Linked DNA regions of Mus musculus: regions 2, 3, 4, 5, 6 and 7 are each linked to region 1. The links are chromatin contacts, called in public Hi-C and promoter capture Hi-C maps. All regions are on one chromosome and are shown on one strand. The core of a region is the stretch at or near the end of the contact, and the rest is flanking DNA. Distances in the headings are between cores, read along the strand shown. Region 1 holds the start of Twistnb (twist basic helix-loop-helix transcription factor 1 neighbor). Region 2 overlaps Hdac9 (histone deacetylase 9). Region 3 holds the start of Prkar2b (protein kinase, cAMP dependent regulatory, type II beta). Region 4 holds the start of 5430401H09Rik (a long non-coding RNA gene). Region 5 overlaps Hdac9 (histone deacetylase 9). Region 6 overlaps Hdac9 (histone deacetylase 9). Region 7 overlaps Hdac9 (histone deacetylase 9).

Evidence for each region. Promoter capture Hi-C pulls out the DNA fragments that hold promoters and counts their contacts. Hi-C and Micro-C count contacts between places; a contact is called where the count stands out from the background.
Region 2: a promoter capture Hi-C map of hippocampal neurons shows a contact between it and region 1, with 5 times the contacts expected there. The contact joins the enhancer-like site here to the promoter of Twistnb in region 1. A contact is called at or near these places in 6 of 39 promoter capture datasets (the 3T3-L1 cell line, embryonic stem cells, hippocampal neurons and 3 more), 2 of 115 datasets of contacts at active chromatin or transcription factors (astrocytes and large pre-B cells) and 1 of 9 other capture datasets (adipose tissue).
Region 3: a contact with region 1 is called in a promoter capture Hi-C map of liver, with 2.1 times the contacts expected there. The contact joins the promoter of Prkar2b here to the promoter of Twistnb in region 1. A contact is called at or near these places in 2 of 39 promoter capture datasets (hippocampal neurons and liver).
Region 4: a promoter capture Hi-C map of liver shows a contact between it and region 1, with 3 times the contacts expected there. The contact joins the promoter of 5430401H09Rik here to the promoter of Twistnb in region 1.
Region 5: a Hi-C map of pre-B cells shows a contact between it and region 1, with 2.1 times the contacts expected there. The contact joins the enhancer-like site here to the promoter of Twistnb in region 1. A contact is called at or near these places in 2 of 39 promoter capture datasets (the C10 cell line and liver), 2 of 484 Hi-C or Micro-C datasets (bone marrow-derived macrophages and pre-B cells), 2 of 115 datasets of contacts at active chromatin or transcription factors (the 230-238 cell line and large pre-B cells) and 1 of 9 other capture datasets (adipose tissue).
Region 6: a contact with region 1 is called in a promoter capture Hi-C map of second pharyngeal arch cranial neural crest, with 9 times the contacts expected there. The contact joins the enhancer-like site here to the promoter of Twistnb in region 1. A contact is called at or near these places in 4 of 39 promoter capture datasets (the 3T3-L1 cell line, cranial neural crest, liver and 1 more) and 2 of 115 datasets of contacts at active chromatin or transcription factors (astrocytes and large pre-B cells).
Region 7: a promoter capture Hi-C map of hippocampal neurons shows a contact between it and region 1, with 25 times the contacts expected there. The contact joins the enhancer-like site here to the promoter of Twistnb in region 1. A contact is called at or near these places in 20 of 39 promoter capture datasets (the 3T3-L1 cell line, 3T3-L1-derived adipocytes, the C10 cell line and 13 more), 3 of 15 datasets of contacts at CTCF or cohesin (large pre-B cells, pro-B cells and stem cell-derived epiblast-like cells), 5 of 484 Hi-C or Micro-C datasets (the C10 cell line, the N1E-115 cell line, cranial neural crest and 2 more) and 6 of 115 datasets of contacts at active chromatin or transcription factors (the 230-238 cell line, astrocytes, embryonic stem cells and 3 more).

The regions. Positions count from the first base shown.
Region 1 is chr12:33,428,224-33,431,034 of GRCm38.p6, reverse strand. Twistnb (twist basic helix-loop-helix transcription factor 1 neighbor) reads right to left here and starts at 1,411. Exons shown (of 4, transcript NM_172253.2): 1 at 1,127-1,411. The coding sequence starts at 1,380.
Region 2 is chr12:34,790,245-34,793,055 of GRCm38.p6, reverse strand. The region is part of intron 3 of Hdac9 (histone deacetylase 9); the gene reads left to right. Among named protein-coding and RNA genes, the nearest start is that of Gm46347, 3.9 kb to the right of the region's middle. Within about 2 kb of position 1,340, at least 22 of the 459 cell types and tissues checked have an H3K27ac peak or open chromatin away from gene starts, as enhancers often do. A contact at or near this core is called in hippocampal neurons, pre-B cells and second pharyngeal arch cranial neural crest, where this site is marked.
Region 3 is chr12:32,059,822-32,062,632 of GRCm38.p6, reverse strand. It overlaps Prkar2b (protein kinase, cAMP dependent regulatory, type II beta), which reads left to right and starts at 1,356. Exons shown (of 11, transcript NM_011158.4): 1 at 1,356-1,851. The coding sequence starts at 1,551. Gm51992 (a long non-coding RNA gene) reads left to right here. Exons shown (of 3, transcript XR_003950224.1): 3 at 350-414.
Region 4 is chr12:32,122,445-32,125,255 of GRCm38.p6, reverse strand. It overlaps 5430401H09Rik (a long non-coding RNA gene), which reads left to right and starts at 1,433. Exons shown (of 7, transcript XR_872651.3): 1 at 1,433-1,634.
Region 5 is chr12:34,713,043-34,715,853 of GRCm38.p6, reverse strand. All of the region lies in intron 3 of Hdac9 (histone deacetylase 9), which reads left to right. Among named protein-coding and RNA genes, the nearest start is that of Gm46347, 73 kb to the left of the region's middle. Within about 2 kb of position 1,478, at least 52 of the 459 cell types and tissues checked have an H3K27ac peak or open chromatin away from gene starts, as enhancers often do. A contact at or near this core is called in the 230-238 cell line, adipose tissue, bone marrow-derived macrophages and 1 more, where this site is marked.
Region 6 is chr12:34,679,336-34,682,146 of GRCm38.p6, reverse strand. All of the region lies in intron 3 of Hdac9 (histone deacetylase 9), which reads left to right. Among named protein-coding and RNA genes, the nearest start is that of Gm46347, 110 kb to the left of the region's middle. Within about 2 kb of position 1,451, at least 31 of the 459 cell types and tissues checked have an H3K27ac peak or open chromatin away from gene starts, as enhancers often do.
Region 7 is chr12:34,657,338-34,660,148 of GRCm38.p6, reverse strand. The region is part of intron 3 of Hdac9 (histone deacetylase 9); the gene reads left to right. Among named protein-coding and RNA genes, the nearest start is that of Gm46347, 130 kb to the left of the region's middle. Within about 2 kb of position 1,363, at least 19 of the 459 cell types and tissues checked have an H3K27ac peak or open chromatin away from gene starts, as enhancers often do. A contact at or near this core is called in forebrain and hippocampal neurons, where this site is marked.

The DNA of each region.
Region 1 (2,811 bases), core at 162-2,661:
ACAATTAATATGACAATACAATTCCCAATATTTTCAATGTTTTATTGACTTTTTATTACTCTTAACTAATACTCAAGTAATACTGAAACCTAATTTGCATTGGAAAAAATAGGCTTCTTTTAGCATACCTTTAGCACAGTAACAAGGAGAGGTGTCCAGCTCAATTAAACAGTGTATTCTATTCTACATGGCTGCATTATCCAATTCTGTTACAGAAATGATCCGATTCTCGTCTGTAGTGTGGCTCCTATTATGCATCTTTAAATAACTTTTCCCCAATGAATGAAAAGCTGGTTAGACTACTTAACATAACTATGTTTCCATGCTTAGTGACCACCTTGGATGGTTAATGGGGCTGACTGCCAAAGTCCTCGAGAGTGGTAACTGCTTTGGATAATTTGCCCCAAAACAATCCCTGCAATTTCTGAAGTGTCATTGAATTACTAAAGACATCGATGTCATCTCAGGTATCTCTGAACCTTGCCCCCATTCCCGCCAAATTAGTTGTGAAGTGTTATGGCATATCATTTCCCATTGAAATTCTGAGATTTTCTTTTTCAAGGTATTCTTACTAGTGCTTAATATAAATGCACTGGTGTGTGTGTGTGTGTGTGTGTGTGTGTGTGTGTGTGTGTGAACTTTCTATTCCTACAAAAAATTAGGCTCGTCGTTCATCCCCAATTAGCGCCCCCCGGGGGGACGGGGAACAATGAAATTACAAACAAACCTGCCTATGTTTTGCAATGAACCGGCTTCCACATTAGGAGAATAATACTGACAGCAAATTTTCATTATTAGGTGAGAACACACCCGGAAGTGATTAAACGAAACGTTTAATACCCAAAGCTCAGCCTGGTGGGTTTCTAGACACCGGGCACCTCTAGTCTCCACACGGGGAGTGCTTTTAGCACTGCAGCAGCCGCCACTCACACCACACCAGCCAGTTTCATCCCCAGGAACCGGGCCACTGCATCCAGGCCAGCGGCGCCGAAGGCGACGGTAGACGCCGGGGCTAAGGTTCACGAAGCTCGTGCGACTTTACTTCCGCGGCGCCGTGGGGTTACGGAGCTGAGGGCCCGTTGGCCAGCAGAGACGGGGCTCCCGGGAGGACGCGGCGACATCTTACCTCTCGGAGTAGCGCAGGAGCTCGGCGTCCAGCTGCTCGCGGATGCCCGTGCGCTTCCTGCTCAGGTAGCGGGGCGACAGGGCGATGTGCCTGCGGTGCGGGGCAGCCACCAAGCACGAATAGCGGCTGCCCACCAGCGCGCACGCCGCCGCGTAGCTCGGCAACTCCAGGCAAGGCAGGACCCCGGCCTGACCCGCCACGGGCCTCTCGGAGGCCGCCTGGGACCGCTGAGACTCCACAGATCCCGCAGCCATGAGGCTTGGCTGGGTGCTTCGGGGCGCGCACGGATGACGCAAGCATTCCTCCCGCCTCACCTCTGAGTGTTGATGATGGCTGACATCATCAAAAGGCGACCGACCGCGGCCTGGGGATTTTTAATCTTCTAAAGCTGCATTATAGAGGTTTGACCAGCAGAGGGCTGCTGCTCTTTCCCGAGTCCAGATAAACCTCTGAGGCCGTGTACCTATAGAGCATGTGTGATATCCAGAGGCGGTTCTCTGATATCTATAGGCAGATGTTCATCACTTCAAAGTATGCTCAGTTATGGAGCGAAGCTTGAATTTATTGAATTTATTGATCTGGGCACCTAAGTATAAAAAGGCAGAGGCCCAAAATAGCTTGTTTTGTTTTGTTTTGTTTTTTAAGCTCCCAGTTTCTTTCAATACTGGGTCAAGGCCTAGTGAATTAATGGTTTGAGCTTTTGTTTTGTTTTGTTTTGTTTTGTTTTAATTCTTTTGGTTTTCTGTTTTTGTTTTGTTTTTAGACAGTATCTCTCCATGTAGCCTTGGGTGACTTGAAACTCGCTATGTAGACCAAGCTGGTTTGGTTCTAACATTTAGATATTTGCCTGCCTCTGCCACAAGAGAGCTGGGATAAAAAGCACGAGCCACTACTCCCAACTGAGTATTGTCTTTATTGGATTCAGCATGGCTATTGATAGGAGTGCCCGGTTCCAGCTGCAATGAGGCCTGATACATTGTTATGCGCCTGAGCTGTTCAATAAGGAATCAGAAACATTCGTGGAGATTTTCACTGCTGAACCCAATCATACACCGCAGCAGGCCACAAATTGCAAAGGCAACATCTGAACTGCTAACACCATACCTCTCCAATCTAGGGTCCCTCTGCCTTCTGCTATATCACAGTGAGAGTGTTGTGACATGTTTTTCAAATGGCTAAGCCCAGCTACCAGCTTTGACCTTCTTTTGTATACCCAGACATCAACCATATCAGCACAAGGGTTTGTATTGCCCAAGGGATAAAAAAGAAACCTTCATTTGGACCGTGATGTCCTAACAACCCAAACTGTTCCTCTAGCTCTTACAACCCTCCACCTTCTTCAACTATGATCTCTAAGCCTTGGGTGCAGGAACTGTGCACATCTTGGGCTGCAAAATGTTGGTTTAAAAAGCCCAGCTTCATAAAAAACTACCTACCTTGGCTACCTGATGAAGGGAAGCAAGAGGAGCCCACCGCAGAATAGCATTGTTACCATCCTTCAGATTCCAATGCCAAAGACTAAGACAGCTGTATATTGCTGGCTCTGAATATCAGAGTTTATGGAAATAGCAAGGCCTGTCTATAGACTAGCACAAAGCAGATACTAAGCCCCTAATCTGGACTAATACTAAACAAAAGGCATTTGAGGCCTTAAAAACAGCTCTGACTTCCACACCAACCCTAGA
Region 2 (2,811 bases), core at 91-2,590, 1.4 Mb before region 1:
GTATTTCTCTAGACAGAAGTCCTATAGTAGGTAAAATGGGCATGTCTTTCTGGTACTTCCAGTTTCAGCATCCTTTCTTGTGGCACCCAAATGTTGTTTTTCATCCAACCTGAGGGTCAAGATTTCGATCAGGTGGTGATAAATAATACCATGATAAAGACTTAAAATTAGAAGAAAAAAATTTGTTATCTATCTTCTCTGTGAATATTGCTCACTTCTAGAGTATTTTTATATATTTACTTAATCAAAATTTATGATACCTCCTAATATATTGTTATTATAGTTTTTCAATAAAATACAATTTAAAATTTTATTTTTTTTTCTTGTCTTTGGTGTTAGCGGCTTAGGTTCTGTAGACAGAAGCAGGGGCCTTGATCCTGTAATGCTATGCAGTGGTTTACAGCAAGCATCTGTAAAATGAGGGGCAACCGTGCTTGCCTTCTAGTATGGGGAAGTACTTTCTTGTTATATCTTTTCTTGTAATACAGTTTCTTGATTATGACATAATGCAGAGAGGATGCATCTTTTCTGTGTCCTTCCCCGAGAATTCTGAAAACAGCAAGGGAGACACATGGTTTAAAAACTAGGTTTTCAGAATGCTGTGTTCAATTGGAATCCTTTCTGTGCTGATGTAGAGCAGAGCAAAGTGTCATATGAACGGCTTCCTAACCGAAGGTGGTTTTCATTTATTAATATAAATGCCCCATGCCTTGGATGTGTGAGTCCTAAAAATATGCTTCTGTGGCTAAAAATAGAGCCCCAGAGTTCTGCGATGTGGCTTAATCAGAAGCAGCTGCAGGCTGTCTAGAAAATGCAAGTTATAGGAGGCAGATGGCTTTTGCCCTTTTTGCTTTAGACAGCATGTAATTTGGATAACTACAGCTACAGTAATACATTTTGCCAGTCACACTGTTTGATAAACATATTGTTGAGAACAGCCACTTCCAATTAAAACCCCAGTAAAATGTTAATTTATTTTGCTATTATTTCCCTGCAGAGTAATAAAAAATGCTTTTCCAGGTTCAGAGGTATCTGTGCACAGGCTGGAGCACTATTCAAAAGTCACTGTGTACTGGTGGCTGGGTTTTAAAACTGGCACTGAAGTGAGGCAGGAGCATATTCCTGCCCAGCGCCTGCCGTTTGCTCCCGAAAACCTAGTTTACACAGGATGCTCTAGGATCTTCATGTTGAGGATGATATTTGCTTTATTCTGTTTGGCTCATCATGTATTTCTGTACAGACGGTAACTATAAATAATGAGAATGCTTTTAGGTCATTGATTAACCATGGTCCAGCATTGATATGGTACTCCTGGGGTTTACATCTATGACTGTCCCCCTAATGACTAGTCACAGGTAGCCCTGTGCAACAATGGCTGATTCCCTATGGCTGAGGGCTGCAAACAGACACTGGCTGGCTGAATTTTAATTTCATGCCGCTCTCACTCTGTTTCGATAAAACAGTACAGCGAAAACATTGCTGCTCTTCACACCAGAAGACCTCAACACAAACACAGCCTCATTTTAAGAGCTGAAAACAGCAGGTCTTTCCCTTTCACGGGTAACGCCACTTCTTAAGAAAGCATTTAAGCCCCAGCCTCCTAATGCAAGCACTGAAGGGACTGTGCAGTTTATTCCCTGGGACATGTACCAGGCAGTGTGTAACAGATTGCTGAGTACCTCTGAAGGATCACTTGTGTCATAATTTCTCTGTAATTGCAAGGCTTCCAGCATGGTAAGTTTAGCAAGCGCCCAGTAGTTGTTTTCCTTGCCCAGATGAAAGGGCATTTCATCTATATAGTTAGTGATGTTAGAACCTAAACACCACTGTAGTAACAGATATGGGCTTATTTACTATTACCATAGGGCCTGGAACTGTGGAAATCACTTTATTCAGTATTCCACGAGACCTACAACAGAATAATAGCATTGTAAGGTACATATTTTTATCTTGATTTACAGATGAGGACTAAGCTTTGCATGGTAATTATTCAACATCATACGGAAAGAGTCAGCCAGATTTGAAGCCACTGTTGTATCATCAGACTGCCTAACTCATGATGCCTTACTCAAGTTTGCAGCTAGAACTGCTGGCATCTGCCTGAAGCAGAGCTGTGTTTTCAGAGGCAGAGACGTGGCTCTGTCCAGCCGCATGTGTTTCGATGAGTTTATGGTGTGACTTAGAATTTATTTTCAGCTCAAGTTGATCCGTGATAGGGTCTGGATGTCTCTCACCCGAATTCCTTAAGCATGTTGGAACTGATGTACTTTGACAGTAATTCTTGTTAGAAAGGTAAATGTCATTTGTTTTGTTTGTGTGCATTCCAATATGAAATCAAGAATCAAAGAGATGGGCAGTACTCGGAGAAACTGGTATGCACTTGTGTGATGACCCAGGTTTCTACAATACTAATAAGGGAATTTACTAATAAGTCACGCTTGATCATGTGTTACAGGAAGAAGGAAGGCAAACAGATTCTCCAAGTAAAGGGTATTTCATGATACTGTCTACTCAAAGCAAACTGGTTGGTCCTGGGAAAGATTTTACTATCATTTACTATTTGGGAAGAGTATAGTATTGATATTATTTTTATATACAACTATAGAATGTTATTTCTGAAAGACTGAAAAGTTTAGATTCACAGATTATAGTTTAGAAATGGGCTTAATATATTAACAAAGTATTGATATTTTTGGTTTCTTTTGAAGTTAAAAGAACTGAAAAGACAACATATTCCCTAATATGCAGATTACTTTACTTTGCCCTGTTCTACAATACAATACTTAATAGTTTAAACGTGCTTTTAGTAAT
Region 3 (2,811 bases), core at 107-2,606, 1.4 Mb after region 1:
GTATTCTTTGCATTTTCTGCTGAGCAGTAGGGAGAAACATGATAGAAATACATCTTAGATTATTGGATCTGCAAAACATTTCGGTAGAGAACTTGACTAATACTGTGTTCCATATGGCCTCATGTGAAGACCACATTTTTCTGAGTTTATTTCTTATACACCACACAATTACAATTTAGAAGTATGTTATTTTAAAAAAAACACACACCAGTATTATTATTATGAGGTTAAGAAACTGAACTTGAGAAATGAATTCCCTTATGAAAAAAAAAGATAAATAAACATTGTAAACAAATGGGTAAGAAGCAATTTTTAAAAAATAAAACGAAATGATATTTTTGATTTCTAGGTTTTGGGTTTCGTGAGTCACATATTTTCCTTATGTGTGGGCAGAAAGGTAAGTGAGAACAACTAAGGAAATAAAATAAAACTCAATAAATAAATAAAACTTAAGAATAAAATAAAACTCAAGTGAGTTTGCACTTGGACTGCTTTACAATGAAATGGGCATCGTAGAAAATAAAGTATGCATATTTATACAGCGTTTAATTTGGCAAAAGATAAATTTTTCTGTTTCAAAATTCTCAGAATAGGCTCGTTTTAAAGACAAGGGTTTTCTTTAAAAAGCACAAATGTGTAGTTCTCTTTTCCTTTTTATTGCTATATTCAAATTTTGGAGATTTAATTGAAGTGACGCAAAGTGTCAGGAAAGGTTTTAAAAATAAGCAACAAGAGGCTAATCAGGTAACACACCCTTAGTTGTCTGTCCAGCTGCCCTGACTACCCTGTATCCTGTCTTGAAGGATCAACTAACTTTGTTAAGTGCTACACAATAAATGCGGCCTTTGTCTCAGTAACCAGTAGGAAATGTACTAAGCAGAGTGTGGCAGAGCATCTGTAAGGCAAACCATCACAGCCACGAGGCTAAAAGGCGGAATTAAAGAAAATTTTGTGACAGACAAGTGGCAGCATCTCTTTTATCCAGAAGAGAACCAGTAGGGCTGTGCGACTAACAAAAGACACCACGCACGTTTCTCTTGGGGTTGGATTCTAGGAAAAGGAAAAGCCACCAAGGTGGAGGCTGAAGTTTCAGCAGGAATTGCGCCGCACCAACTCTGCGTGGGACAGGGAGAAAGGTGCGTGGGATTCGCTCAGGGAGCTCAGGTGGAGCGCGCGGCCTCAGCCCCACGCCCCAGGCTCAGGCTGCCTCCACCCTGGGGCCACTTGAGAGGCGGCAGTGCTCCCGCCCGCCGGGTTGCCATGGTTTCCGGGGATCACGTGGGCGCGCGGGCGGAGGCGGGGCGCCGGGCGGGGGGCGGCGCAGCGGCGGCGGGAGCAGGAGCGGGAGGAGCTGGAGATGCTGCCAACCCTCCCCGGGCTGTGCTCGCTCTGCTGCTGCCGCCGCACGGAGCAGCCTCGCCGGGGGCCCAGTGCGCCGCGCTCGCAGCCGGTAGCGCCCGGGGCGCTCGCTCGGGAGCCGCGCAGCCCGAGACCGGACCGCGGATAGGGGGCGAGGGCGGCGTCCAGGCGCCTCGGCGTGCACGGGCAGGATGAGCATCGAGATCCCCGCGGGGCTCACGGAGCTGCTGCAGGGCTTCACGGTGGAGGTGCTGAGGCACCAGCCCGCCGACCTGCTGGAGTTCGCGCTGCAGCACTTCACGCGGCTGCAGCAGGAGAACGAGCGCAAGGGCGCCGCGCGCTTCGGCCATGAGGGCAGGACCTGGGGGGACGCGGGCGCAGCCGCCGGGGGCGGCATCCCCAGTAAGGGTGTCAACTTCGCCGAGGAGCCCATGCGCTCCGACTCCGAGAACGGCGAGGAGGAGGAGGCCGCGGAAGCAGGGGCGTTCAACGGTGAGGACCGGCCCCCTCGCGCCCTGAGCCCCGGCCGCCGCGTCCGCCTCACTCTCGAACCCCGCCTCGCTCTTGAACCCCGGGCTGAGCTCCCCACCTTCCCCGTGCTCTCCACCTTCCCATTACGCCCACCCCCTCAGCACCCATTTCGGTCGCTCCCACTCGCCCACCTTCCTACTCAGCTCTCTTGTCATGCCCTCCCTTTCTCTGGAGGTGGGGAAAGGAGAGGTTGCGCTCCCGCTGCCCCTCTGTCACCTCTCTTTCCGGGGCGATTTAGGGTGGGCATCTTGCTGGATCGTTAACTTTCCCGTGGTTGGAGATGTCTCAGGCTCCGGGAGTACCATTGTGCATGAAGGGCGCTTGGCGGCCTCTTTTCAGCCCTTTAGATTTATTAATGGAGTGTTCTGGGAGAAAGGGCGAAGCATGTAGGACTCAGTGAGAAGAGTGTGAAATCGGACTCGCTGAGGTAAAACAAATTAACGATAATAGCTGTGACATTCTTGGAATACGAATAATTTATTTTCCAGTTTTTCCAATACCATGTGGTGGCGATATTTTTGGACATATAACAAAGGAGCATATTTAGCCTGATACCTAGGGGGTCTTTGGCATGAGGAAATAGGCCAATGATTTTCTTTCTTTAAAAAAAAAGATACAAAACATATATTGAATGATTTTGATGTTCTTTTTAAAGTGTGTGGAAAAAAAAATAACACCATGGGAAGTTCTAAGAGCTTTGTCAGTTGTCTTAATGAAAAGCCAGCCAGCATCTAAGGACCACGCCAGACACTGAAGCTAGAGAGAATGAATGGGAGAGAAAGGGATTGTTTTAAATAGCTGCTTTTGGCGAGTCCCACCCCTTATGCTTCCCACCTCTCCCTGACACACCAGACACACATGCGTGTTTACACAATATGACCAAACCCCAGGTTTTGCAGGAGCCCGGGCTGAAATGCCGTG
Region 4 (2,811 bases), core at 184-2,683, 1.3 Mb after region 1:
GGTGACTCTTCTTAACTCTCAGAGTATAAATTGTCTGGTGTTCTGAATAAAGTTGGCTACTGCATGAGACTTTAGTCTGCATCATTTTTAGGCTCCACTGTCCCAGGTTCTGGTACCTTTAGATCAGTAAAGAGTACATGAATCGTCTTTTAAATGTATAGTGTCTGGCTTCCTAAAGCACGTAGCACACACAAACATATACGCACATATGCATGATTTTTTTTTTTTTTGTCTTTTAAAACTGTTTGGGTTAGATAACAATTGCCCCTCTTTGAAAATAATCATAGCTTGAATCCTTCATGGCAAAAACAAAAACAAACAAAAACCTGATTTCATTATAAAAAACCTAAGAAAACTGTGTTTGAGATGAGAAAGCCACACATAAATCCATCACCAAAGGAATGGTCAGGTGCCCAGGATGCTTGCATTAAGAACATTTTAACACAGTAGATTTCAAATCTACCATGGCTGAAGACATCTGCCAGAATCTGGGGACATCTTTGGTTATCAAAATGTGGTGGTAACACTTCTGATATCTCACAGAGAGAAGCCAGGAATATTCTACTATGCTGAGAAAAGCCATCAGTACTCACGTGACCAAAATGGCAACTGCACAGACAATCCCTGCTCCTAGATAAAGCTATTCCTCAAAGTGTGGAGCTTAGACAAAGTTGACATATTCTGCAGATCCTCTAGACTCAACTCTATCCACCAAATCACCTGGTCTGTAATACTAGATGGATGCACATTAGAAAGCTTCCGAAGTGGTATGCATGGCAAAGTCCAAGTGCCACTAGACCAAAACAGCGAACAGTGTTCTCAAGAACTCCCATCGAGGATTTAGCAAAACTGCATGTTCAGCAATAACAACAGAAAAGCGTCTTCTGTTGAAAATGTCGAAGAGGCAAAGCAATGGTATCGGAAGACACCACCCACAGCCATAGCCCAGTCCTGAAAGACGGGAGAGAGTTACTACAGAAAGAAGGGAAGTTGTAACCGTGTCTCAGCCCCTCAGCACAAAGGGAACAGCTTAGACTTCTGTCAGCATTTTAAAAAGCTTATCAACAGGAAAAGCAACCATGAATGTTCCAATTTTAAAGGCAATCTATATTCCTCAGGCGTTCCATCCAGGCACTCCAAATGATGATCCATAAAATTAAGGCGAGGAAATCATAGGACTCCTCACTGGCATCTTTGTCTCACTGAAATTGGAGACTAATTTAAGCTATATCAAATAATCTAAGTTGTACATTTGCTATTTGCTTTTAACACTGGGGGGAAAAACCTGCATTTTAAAAGGGACACCGCCTGGAGCCCTGTCTTTTTTGGAGAGTACATGAAATGCTTCCTGCTCCCAAAGGCCAACAGATGTTCTTGTCTTCTCAACTGTTGGGTCAAGTCCCCACAGGGATGGGCCACTACTGCTGGCAGAAGTGCATCTCACCCTCTAAAGGTCAGGCGCATTCTGGGAGCACTGTCCTTGGCAGACATCAGTAGAAAACAGCCCAGAAACAGAAGTGTAGATAAGAGATGTGTCCCAGGGCTGACGCAATACAAATTTCAAGGCTGTGGAACCAGGAGAAGGTCTGAGGAACGGAGCTCCCGGAAGTAAAGGCATTGCCTCACATTTGAGTGTAAGTGGTTTGCTTTGTCTTCTTGTTTGTTTGCTTGCTTGCTTTTGTTTTGTTTGTTTGGGTTTGTTTTTTTTTTGTTTGTTTGTTTTTTTTCTGATTAGTACCACCAGAGGCCTCTTTGCAGGCTGTTAACAGCACCAAGCTCTGGAAAGGCCTCTGGAAGGCAGATAACAGGAGGCACCAGGGAGCCTTCCCACCATCCAGCAAATGGATCTCATTTTCTTTGCTTGAGCTTTTCTTCTCTGGTTTAGGGGGAAAACCAAAATAAAAATTAGACCTATCTAAGCCATACTGTCCCTTGCCTCATGCCAGATGAACATCTGCCTATGTCTAGCTCATGGTGAGGAACTCTGAGGGACACTGCTTAACCTGAGGACACAGTAAAAGGGACACCCAGAGACCTGTCACCACAGGAACAAAACCTCTGGCACAGAAAACACAAGCCTTGGGAGTCTCCCTTCGCCCCACACTGTTGCCCTAATGACAGCATCAGCAATCACAAAAAGTCAGGCAGCCCTTGCTGATCCTTGACATTATCACACTGGCTTCAGCTGGACGTCCCTCTTATCAGCATCCCCTTTTACAAGGGAGAAGTTTAAGGTTCTTTCTGCCCACTTCTTTCTGAGAGAGGAGACTGATATGATTAAAAAAAAAAAAACATGAATGTTTAAAGTTAAGTAGCATCTCCTTCCAGAAAGCAATTACATTTTTTTTCTTTTTCTTATTAGATATTTTCTTTATTTACATTTCAAATGTTATTCCCTTTCCTAGTTTCCCCTCCGAAAACCCCCTATCCCCTCTCCCCTCCCCCTGCTCACCAGCCCACCCACTCCCATTCCTGGTCCTGGAATTGCCCTATACTGGGGCATAGAACCTTCACAGAACGTAGGGCCTCTCCTCCCATTGAGGACCGACTAGGCCATCCTCTGTTACATATATAGCTAGAGCCATGAGTCCTACCATGTGTTTTCTTTGATTGCTGGTATAGTTCCAAGGAGCTCTGAGGGTACTGGTTAGTTCATATTGTTGTTCCTTCTATGGGGCTTCAGACCCCTTCAGCTCCCTGGGTACTTTCTCTAGCTCCTTCATTGGGGACCATGAGCTCTGTCCAATGGATGACTGTGAGCATCCACTTCTGTATTTGCCAGGCACTGGCAGAGCCTCACAGGAGACAGCT
Region 5 (2,811 bases), core at 229-2,728, 1.3 Mb before region 1:
AATTGGGGAGAAGGTGTGCCTGTGAGCGAGAGGGTCATTTTGGAAGTGTGGCGCTCCCAGGAATGTCTTCCCACCTTAATACCTGTCAGGTGTCCATGTGGGAATGGGGGTGGGGAGTGTGTGGAGCTCTAAAGCTCTTGCTTCTTATGCAGGGTCCCCTCGTAGGGCTCTCCTTGCATATCACTTACACATCAAGGAGCACGTTCCCTTAAATGTAAGTTAGAAAATGGGCTTACGGGAAATAAGGGCAATGCTCTCCATGCTCTTTGCCCTCCTTTATTTAGTTGGGTAGTGATACTGATTTGGGGGATAGTAGTAAAGGAAGGGTGCCTGTGAGCCCTTCCTTGCTCACACTGCACCAGAGTATGGAATTTAACTGGTTTTTTGTTTTGTTTTGGTTTGGTTTTTTGTTTTTGGAGACAGGGTTTCTTTCTGTAGTTCTGGCTGTCCTGGAACACACTTTGTAGACCAGGCTGGCCTCGAACTCAGAAATCCGCCTGCCTCTGCCTCCCGAGTGCTGGGATTAAAGGGGTGCGCCACCATGCCCGGCTTTTTGACCTTGTCACTTTACATGATTTCAATCTGTCAGGATGTCTTTGAGGGAATGCATTCTCAGCCAGTCTGCAGCAAGGGTTAATGAGCCTTCCAGATGATTTGCTTTGCAGACATTCTCTCTCTCTTTTTTTCTCTAATTCCATAATCCTTAGATATGGTGGGGGATGCACTTCAAAGTGAGCACTTCAGATTTACTTCAAATACCAGCCATTTAAGTAGCTCAGGAAACGGCCTGGTCCAGGGTTCTGGGGCAGCAGTGTTTTATATTTGTTGCAGTCTTTCAGAGTTGGATGGAAACATCAAAAGCATTTTGTTTCATTAAAAATCTGTCTCTTGGTCTATATTTTCTCCTCATTTCTTGTCAAGTTTGACTTCCAGGACACAGTTCATGGCTGCTCCTCCAGAGAGTGTTTAAATTTTCCTTATCCAGAGGCACACATTTTCTCCCTTGTCCTGTCTGTTAATTACTAAGCTCTAGAGGAAGAGTGGTCTGAGCCAGGGCCCCCAGTGGTGGAAGTTTCTATATCCGGTAAACTGGCTCTATTCCAGTGCAGAATAATTTATCAACAAATGAAACACCAGCCACGTCCCACACGTCCTCTGCATTAAAATCCCCCCCTTCCCACCCATACAGAGTTTCCTGGAGTATGAGCTGACATTCTCGTCCCTCCTCTTCATTTTGTTGAATCACTGGCGTCTGGCATTTATTAGGCTTCTTATTAATAGTAATAAGATGTTCATTCATTGAGTGTCTTGTGCTACAAACCAGATACAGTCCCTCCTTCTGCTTCCCGGTTTGCCGTGGCAGGGAAATTAACTGCAACACTGATTTCTTGTCTGTAGCATCAGGTACTGTTTAACCGGGAGTGGTGGGGAACTGATAAAATTAGCAAGTTGACTAACCACTTCCCTTCCTTGTGGCTCTTTAATATTATAACGGATACAGAAAAGTTCAGAAGGACGGGGCTCGCTTTCGAAACCACGGCACACTTTGGCCAAGAAGGAATGCACAACACAACGGGTGAGTTTCTTTCAAGATTTTAAGCGAGCCCTGAAAAGAGTATCGTGCCGGGTGTCTCTAAGTTTCCCTTTGCAAATAGTCTGTAATCATGTGTAGGGTGTGGGAAGATAGACCTGTACCAAGGGAAACAAAAGGGATTCTGATTAGCAGCAGTGAAAAGAACTGCGTGAGTGAAATGCAGCTCTCGGTAAGTGTTTACTGCTCCAGACTGGGGACAATTCTAGACTTGGCAAAAGCTTCTACTGGGAAGTTCATTTGTTTTCAGATCTGGGCTATCAGTCTTACCATGGGGGCCATTGTCTGCACAGCCCGATGTAACTCAGACCTAAAGCAGTTTAAGGTCTTCAGTTACCTATAGAGTTGAACTATTCTATTGCCTTCAGCATTTTGATAATGTGATAGTTTCAGGTGAATGTATAGCTCATGGCTCACAAGGCACCTATTCCCTAGCCTCCACTGTAGGGTCTGCTGTTGTTTCACATGGAACACGGTAATGTGCACCTACTTCGGAATTGGTGCGTATATTAGTTTGAAAGTGTCCATTGTAAACATTAAGCGAGAGAGACCTAAAATTCCCTACGTTGTCATACCAACTCATGAATGTCAGTTCTGTCCCAGCAGCTGGAATGATGACTGGTGGGAAGAAGGACTCAGGATCTGAGGATGGTTTCCCAGTGAGTGAAAGAGTGGGGAATGTGTCACCAGATGCTACCTTCTGGGGACCACATTCATTTCAGGCAAAGTTTTGGTTTCATTATAGATAGTCTTCTTGAGAAGTTTCTAAACTTTTCATGCCTCAGCGTCCCCACCTTAAATGAAGATAACAGTACCAGTCTCCTAAGGGAGAGTTACAGACAGCTAGGGAAAAATGCTAAGAAACAGTGTGACCCCACAAACTTAACTGTAATTTTTACAGTAAGGCTGGATTCGGTCTGTTTCTGTATACTTCACTGTTTTAAATGTGGTTTATCTTCTATCTCAATAGAAATTGAGAAATCTTGTCTTGGACCCCTAAGAATACCTTACTTTTGCCACACCCCTCTCTCCAGCTGTCCTTGGGGTTACATCTGAAAAGGAATAGTCAGAGCTCCCCTGTCCATCTTCTCTCTGAGAGGAGGGGGCATTGCAAAGATTTGTCAAAGCTCACATAGCCAGGAATAGCAGACCAGAGAGCAGTGACCCCTGCATGGGCCTTCTGATCCCTGCAAGGGGTGATGAGGCTGGGAATGGACAGT
Region 6 (2,811 bases), core at 202-2,701, 1.3 Mb before region 1:
AAATGAAGTTAGGAGGAAAATGAAATCTGGGGATGGGTCAGTTATAGAGGAGGGATTCGGAGTTGGTATCTGATGAAACTACATTATATATGTGTATGTATGTATGAAATTCTCAAACAATAAAAATGTAATTTAAAATAATGAAGAGCAAAAAACTTTTGGAATGGAAAAACATTCTCCTTACTGTCCCGCTATTATTTGAACTTTCTAGTCCGACTTTCTGTGTCCGGGCCCAGCCTTACAGGGTGCTTAAGAGGCGTGTGATCAATAAATCGATACTCTGTTCAGCTAGCTAGAATATGTTTGCATTGGAAATAGTATGTGTGTTACTTACAAGATACTTTTTGGATATTTCATTGCCTAAGATTCATTTTCTTGTGTGAAGATAATGTGAAGGCATGATACTACACCAAACATGTATAGTTTCATGTTTGGGGATGATAAGCGTTTTCAATATTATTTTCAAAAAGAATAGATAGTTTTATCTGTTTCTTATCTATCAAAAATAAAGACTTAGGTTTTGAAGACTCTTTTCAGAGATAAAACTTCTAAAGACACATGACTTGGAATATCCCTAGTTGTCCGGCTCAGTAATATCTGTCTTGTATGTTGACAGTAGGCATGTGGATTGTCTGGTGCCATGATGCCTTCTTGAATGTTGACAGTAAGCATGTGTGGATTGAGTCTGGTGGCTGGTTCTAGTTTAATCTCTGGTAAGTCTATTCTTTTACTCAAATTGGTGTTTCATTATTAAAATTAGTGGGTACATAACACATCTTGCCTGTCAAAAGGACATATAGTTTTAATATTTTGCCACACTCTCTCAGGACACTAGTCTGCAATGTGGGTTAATGGGTTGAAAGCCTGTGAATGTCAGAAAAACAAAAGAGAATTAATCTCTTAGGACCCTTTTGTAACCACCAACTTCTGGTTTTTATTTTACATTTTGTATACCTCAAGCAAAAAAGAAAGAACTATTTCCCTCAGCTCCCTCCCTTTTTCTAAAAATAATTCACTTTTGGTTTGTAACCCTATAACACATGCCAAAATTCAACCCAGAGTGAATTTTTGTAGCAAACTTAAAACCCCCAAAATAGAAACTGCTGACAGTTTCTTAAATACAGAAACACTGGCAGGTGCCTTGGTAATAAATTCACAGGCTTAGAATCCACAAAACAATAAAGTTATGCAAATTGGACTATGAAGAAAGAATAACCCTGAGACAAACAGCAAAGACACAGCTTCAGCCCCTGGGCTCCTGATTTGGTAACGTGGGACAAGTCACCTTAAGAGAATCACGGAGATTTAAGATCAAGGGAGCTTTCCCAGACATAACACTGGGCCACAGCTCGAGCAGAAAAATTAAGAACAGACTTCTTTGTTGCCCTAACCATAAGCAGACAGGACCAACTCACAGGCCTTGCTTATGGCTCCCAGGGTGAAGTGGAAAATTACAGAGTACTTCCTTGATGAAGTTCTCAGAGTTGCCGTTTTAATTGTTCCTTCAGCAACATCCCCGTCAGTCATATTTAGATTAGCTGTTTAATTTTAGTCCAACAATCAAGAATGTCATCCATTTCTGAATCCCATTTATTTTAAACATCCATACTTAATTGTCTTTTACTTTTGTTATTAACCTCTGATTCTGGCAGCAAAACAGAAAGCTGATCTTCTTTAATAAAAAGAAAAGGTGATGGGCGACTAGCTTATTTCAAGTAAATACATTTTCAATTAAAATGTAAAATGTCTCTAATAAGCTCAGATGGAGTAAATGGAGCTAGAGAGACCAGCACTTTCCTTTAGTGGGTGATAAGGCGCGACTTCTGATCCGGAAGCATTGCTTGCAGAATGTAATCAAAATGTTTCATGTTTTTATTTTTTGATTTTTATCAATTTTAACTGCCAAAGCAGCTCAGAATGGATGCTCTGCTTTGAAGAACAAAGTTGCCAGGGTCAGTGACCATAAATACTTCTTTTTAAAAGTGCTGTGTCTCATTATCTAGCACTGCTAGATGGTATAAATAGGTTCTCAGAAGGATTACCTGAAATGTAAAAGCTCATGATTATAAACTCAGAAACAGAAAGAGTGAGTTCAGTGGAATGGGGATGGCCAGGTGCTCACTCTTCTCAGGGCTAGAAGTCAAGGGGAGCATCCATCCTGATGCTGAGTCTGAAGCAGGGTAGCAGTCAATGGAAGCATCCATCCTGATGCTGAGTCTGAAGCAGGGTAGCAGTCAATGGAAGCATCCATCCTGATGCTGACTCTGAAGCAGGGCAGCAGCACAGACAACAGACTCTCCAGGCTCCCTGTACCTTCCAGGAGTACACCCGGAAGTCACCTGTGCATTCAATGGTTTAAAACCAATGCTGTCTGTTTCTCTGCAGTACTGACTGAAACTGTTTCTAGAAAGGAAGAAAATAATATATGGATGCTTAATAATCATTTTGATTATTTCCTAGCTTAAGAATTTCAAAAGAAATGAGAGCTCAAACATTCCACAGGCAAGATGATTGACCAATGAATGTTAGATCGTGGCCTGTGGAGCATTTCCTTGGTGATTTCTGCCTCCCACTGAACAGACAGAGCTCCGCTGTTCTAAACTGGGACTTGTAGCTTTGCTTAAATTGCATTCTCTCCTCTTCTTCTACTTCCTCATCCTACTCTGTCTTATTTTCTTCCCCCTCTTCATCCCTTTCCCTAACCCTCTCCCTCTCTGATTTCTCTAAAAACAAACTAAAGCCCCTCTCTAGTTGCCTGACCATGGGTTCTTCTCTGTAATATTGTTTTCTTCATACAACTAATGAATACTC
Region 7 (2,811 bases), core at 114-2,613, 1.2 Mb before region 1:
GTGCTTGATGCAAGAACATTGTTTTCTCAGTATAGCCTGAAATTCATTTTGTGTATTTTGTGTACATGGCTTTTATGTGACTGTTTATGATGATACCTCTGTGGTTCCATTGGAAGTCACCAGGCATATTGTCTTCCTCCTTCCTTTGTTAAGAGATACATCATCACAATTACTAAAAGTGATGATGGTTTATATATATATATATATATATACACACACACACACACACACACACACACATATATATATATATATGCGACATGTAGGTTCCTTCATATCTAATGAGGTCCTTGATATTTGAGGAATAAATCTATATGTTTATACAATTTATCTTCATGATCTTAAGAAGGATGTTAGTATTTTGGTAGTTTTTATGAGTCTTTTGACTGCATGCACAAAGATTTATTTAGTTTTGTTTTATATGTATGAGTGTTTTGACTATGTGTGTATAAATGCACTTTGTGATACCTGGCACCCATGGAGGTCAGAAGAGTGCGCTAGATCTTCACAACAGATGCTTCTGAGCCACCACATGGAAACTGGGAAACAAACCCCGGGTCCTCTCGAATAGCAACGACTGCTGTTAACTACAGATCCACCATTTTTGTTGTTTCTATGTCTTGGTGTTTTCTCCTAAAAGCTAATGAGATTAGATATTTTCTAATTATCACAAAATTACTTTATATTTTATTCCAATTTGCAGCATTTCCAAGGTCCATGGAGATTCTAATAATTTTGTGTGTTATGGACTATAGAGACATGATCTAAATATTAACTTCATTTAAAATATTATTAATGATATTTATAGTTTGCTAGGCAGGGTATTTACCTATTTGTTAGCATATTAAGTTAATGTAAAAAAACGCCAAGAAATAAGACTCTGAAGCTAAACTAAATTTGGATCTCGGCTCTATCACATCCCAGTTCTGTGATCCCGAATTAACCTGTTTGTGACTCATTGGCACCAAAAGCAGCTGGTGGTGACAGTATCACTGTCATAGATGTGATAATTGAATTATTATTTGTGAAGCCCTACATATATATTTGTCATCGTTTAACTTTTCCAAGCAGAGGCTCTTCATTCACAAGTTGACTTTGTCCCACAAGAACAAAACTGAGAAATCATCAGCTCTGACTTAACTTCTTTCATTTGGAACAGATACTGCGTAACCAGGAATTGACAAGCCACAGAAACCAGCCCTTGTCTGAGATGGCATGCAGGACAGAGTAGAAATGGGTTCCATAATGGAAGAAGAGGGAAGTTCAAGATAAGTTATATTTTTCTCACAATAGCTTTGGGCACCCTTCACATTTCAGTTAGGTGGTGACAACATAATTAGACAGTAAAATATCCTGTCTCTAGCTATCCTTTGTGTGCCTGCAAGTCATCTGTGAGGAGTCTCAGCTTGCAAAGGCTGCCTCTGGCTATGTGTTTAGTGTGATTTTTTCTGTAAAATATGCATGAATAAACAAGGCTTCCGACAGAAATAATTAATATTTATCACTTAGTGAAAGCTGCAGCAAATATAAATTTTCGAGATGACACAAGACAGAAGACCTAAGACAAGGCGCTGTGTGCTCAGAGCATCGGGGCTGCCGCTGATTTACAGACCTGTTTCTTTTTAAGATGTGAGAGAAAGAAGTACAAGAATCACAGTGAAGACTTTTGCCACACAGTCCCCAATCCCCTCTGTAGTTCATGGATTGTGAGTATTTGCCAAGGATTCCCCTCTGGAGGGCAGTGCAGTACTACAATTGTTGGAGCAGCCGCTATCTCAAACCTCCCAGAAATTCACTTTAAAAGATTCTTGGCTTTGTAAGATGTAAGTCGCCCCTGCCTTAAATATTCAAATGGGAACATGGTGGTCAAAGTCAAGGCTCTCACTGCATGCGTTGATGTGCTGGGTTGGAGAGGTGGACTTCAGAACACTGCTCAGGGAATGTATTAGTGTAGCTGAATGGCGAAGCTGGAAGACAGGTCTTAGCCTGCTTCGTCTAGTCGCTTTGAAATTTCAACCTCACAATCTGGGATCTGGATCTGTGTTTCAGTATTGGCTTTTCTCAAAAAGACCCATCTGCATGATTTAGGGTCTTGTAATATCTGGTCACCCCTGTAGCCAGCAAAATATTTTCCTGTATCTTAACAGATCAGGAAAATGCTTTGAGAAATATTCCAGCTCTGTGAGCAAATATCCTGATAGTTACCGGATTTCTCATAAAATTTAAAGTTTCTTTCATAACTCTACTGACCTTCACGTGCTATTGAATTACAAACCCAAGCCCCCTTATGTAATCAAACTGAAGGAATCCTGTTTAATTAGCAATATATGACCCTCTGGAAGTATAAACACATAAAAGTTATTTTCCTTGATGTCATCCTACAAAATGCCTTTATACAATTGTAAGCCCTGAAACATTGATGTCTTAGGAGTTAAGCAACAGTAGGCTTCCCCCTGTTCCAGACCCCCCAAGGCAGAGAGATTTCAGCCAACCATATAAAGGGTAACTTCAAATCTCTCAGCTCTCAGAGTGTCACAACAGTTGAGGTTATGAAAGACCTTCTTTTATTGGTAAGCAAAACAAAAGCTGTGCTTTTCAGCTGTAAATCATGACGTAGTCTTATTATACCTAAAAGAATTAAAGAATGTTAAGTCAATGACCCTTTTTCCTCATCTGTGCCCCTGAGGATAGTTATTAACGTCCATTCTTGCTTCAGAGTGATCCTGAACCTGTTCTCACAGCCTTCTTATTCTCTAAGAGCAAATGGACTCTTTATGAGGTAGTTGACGGAGATTGAAGACATTATGTGAT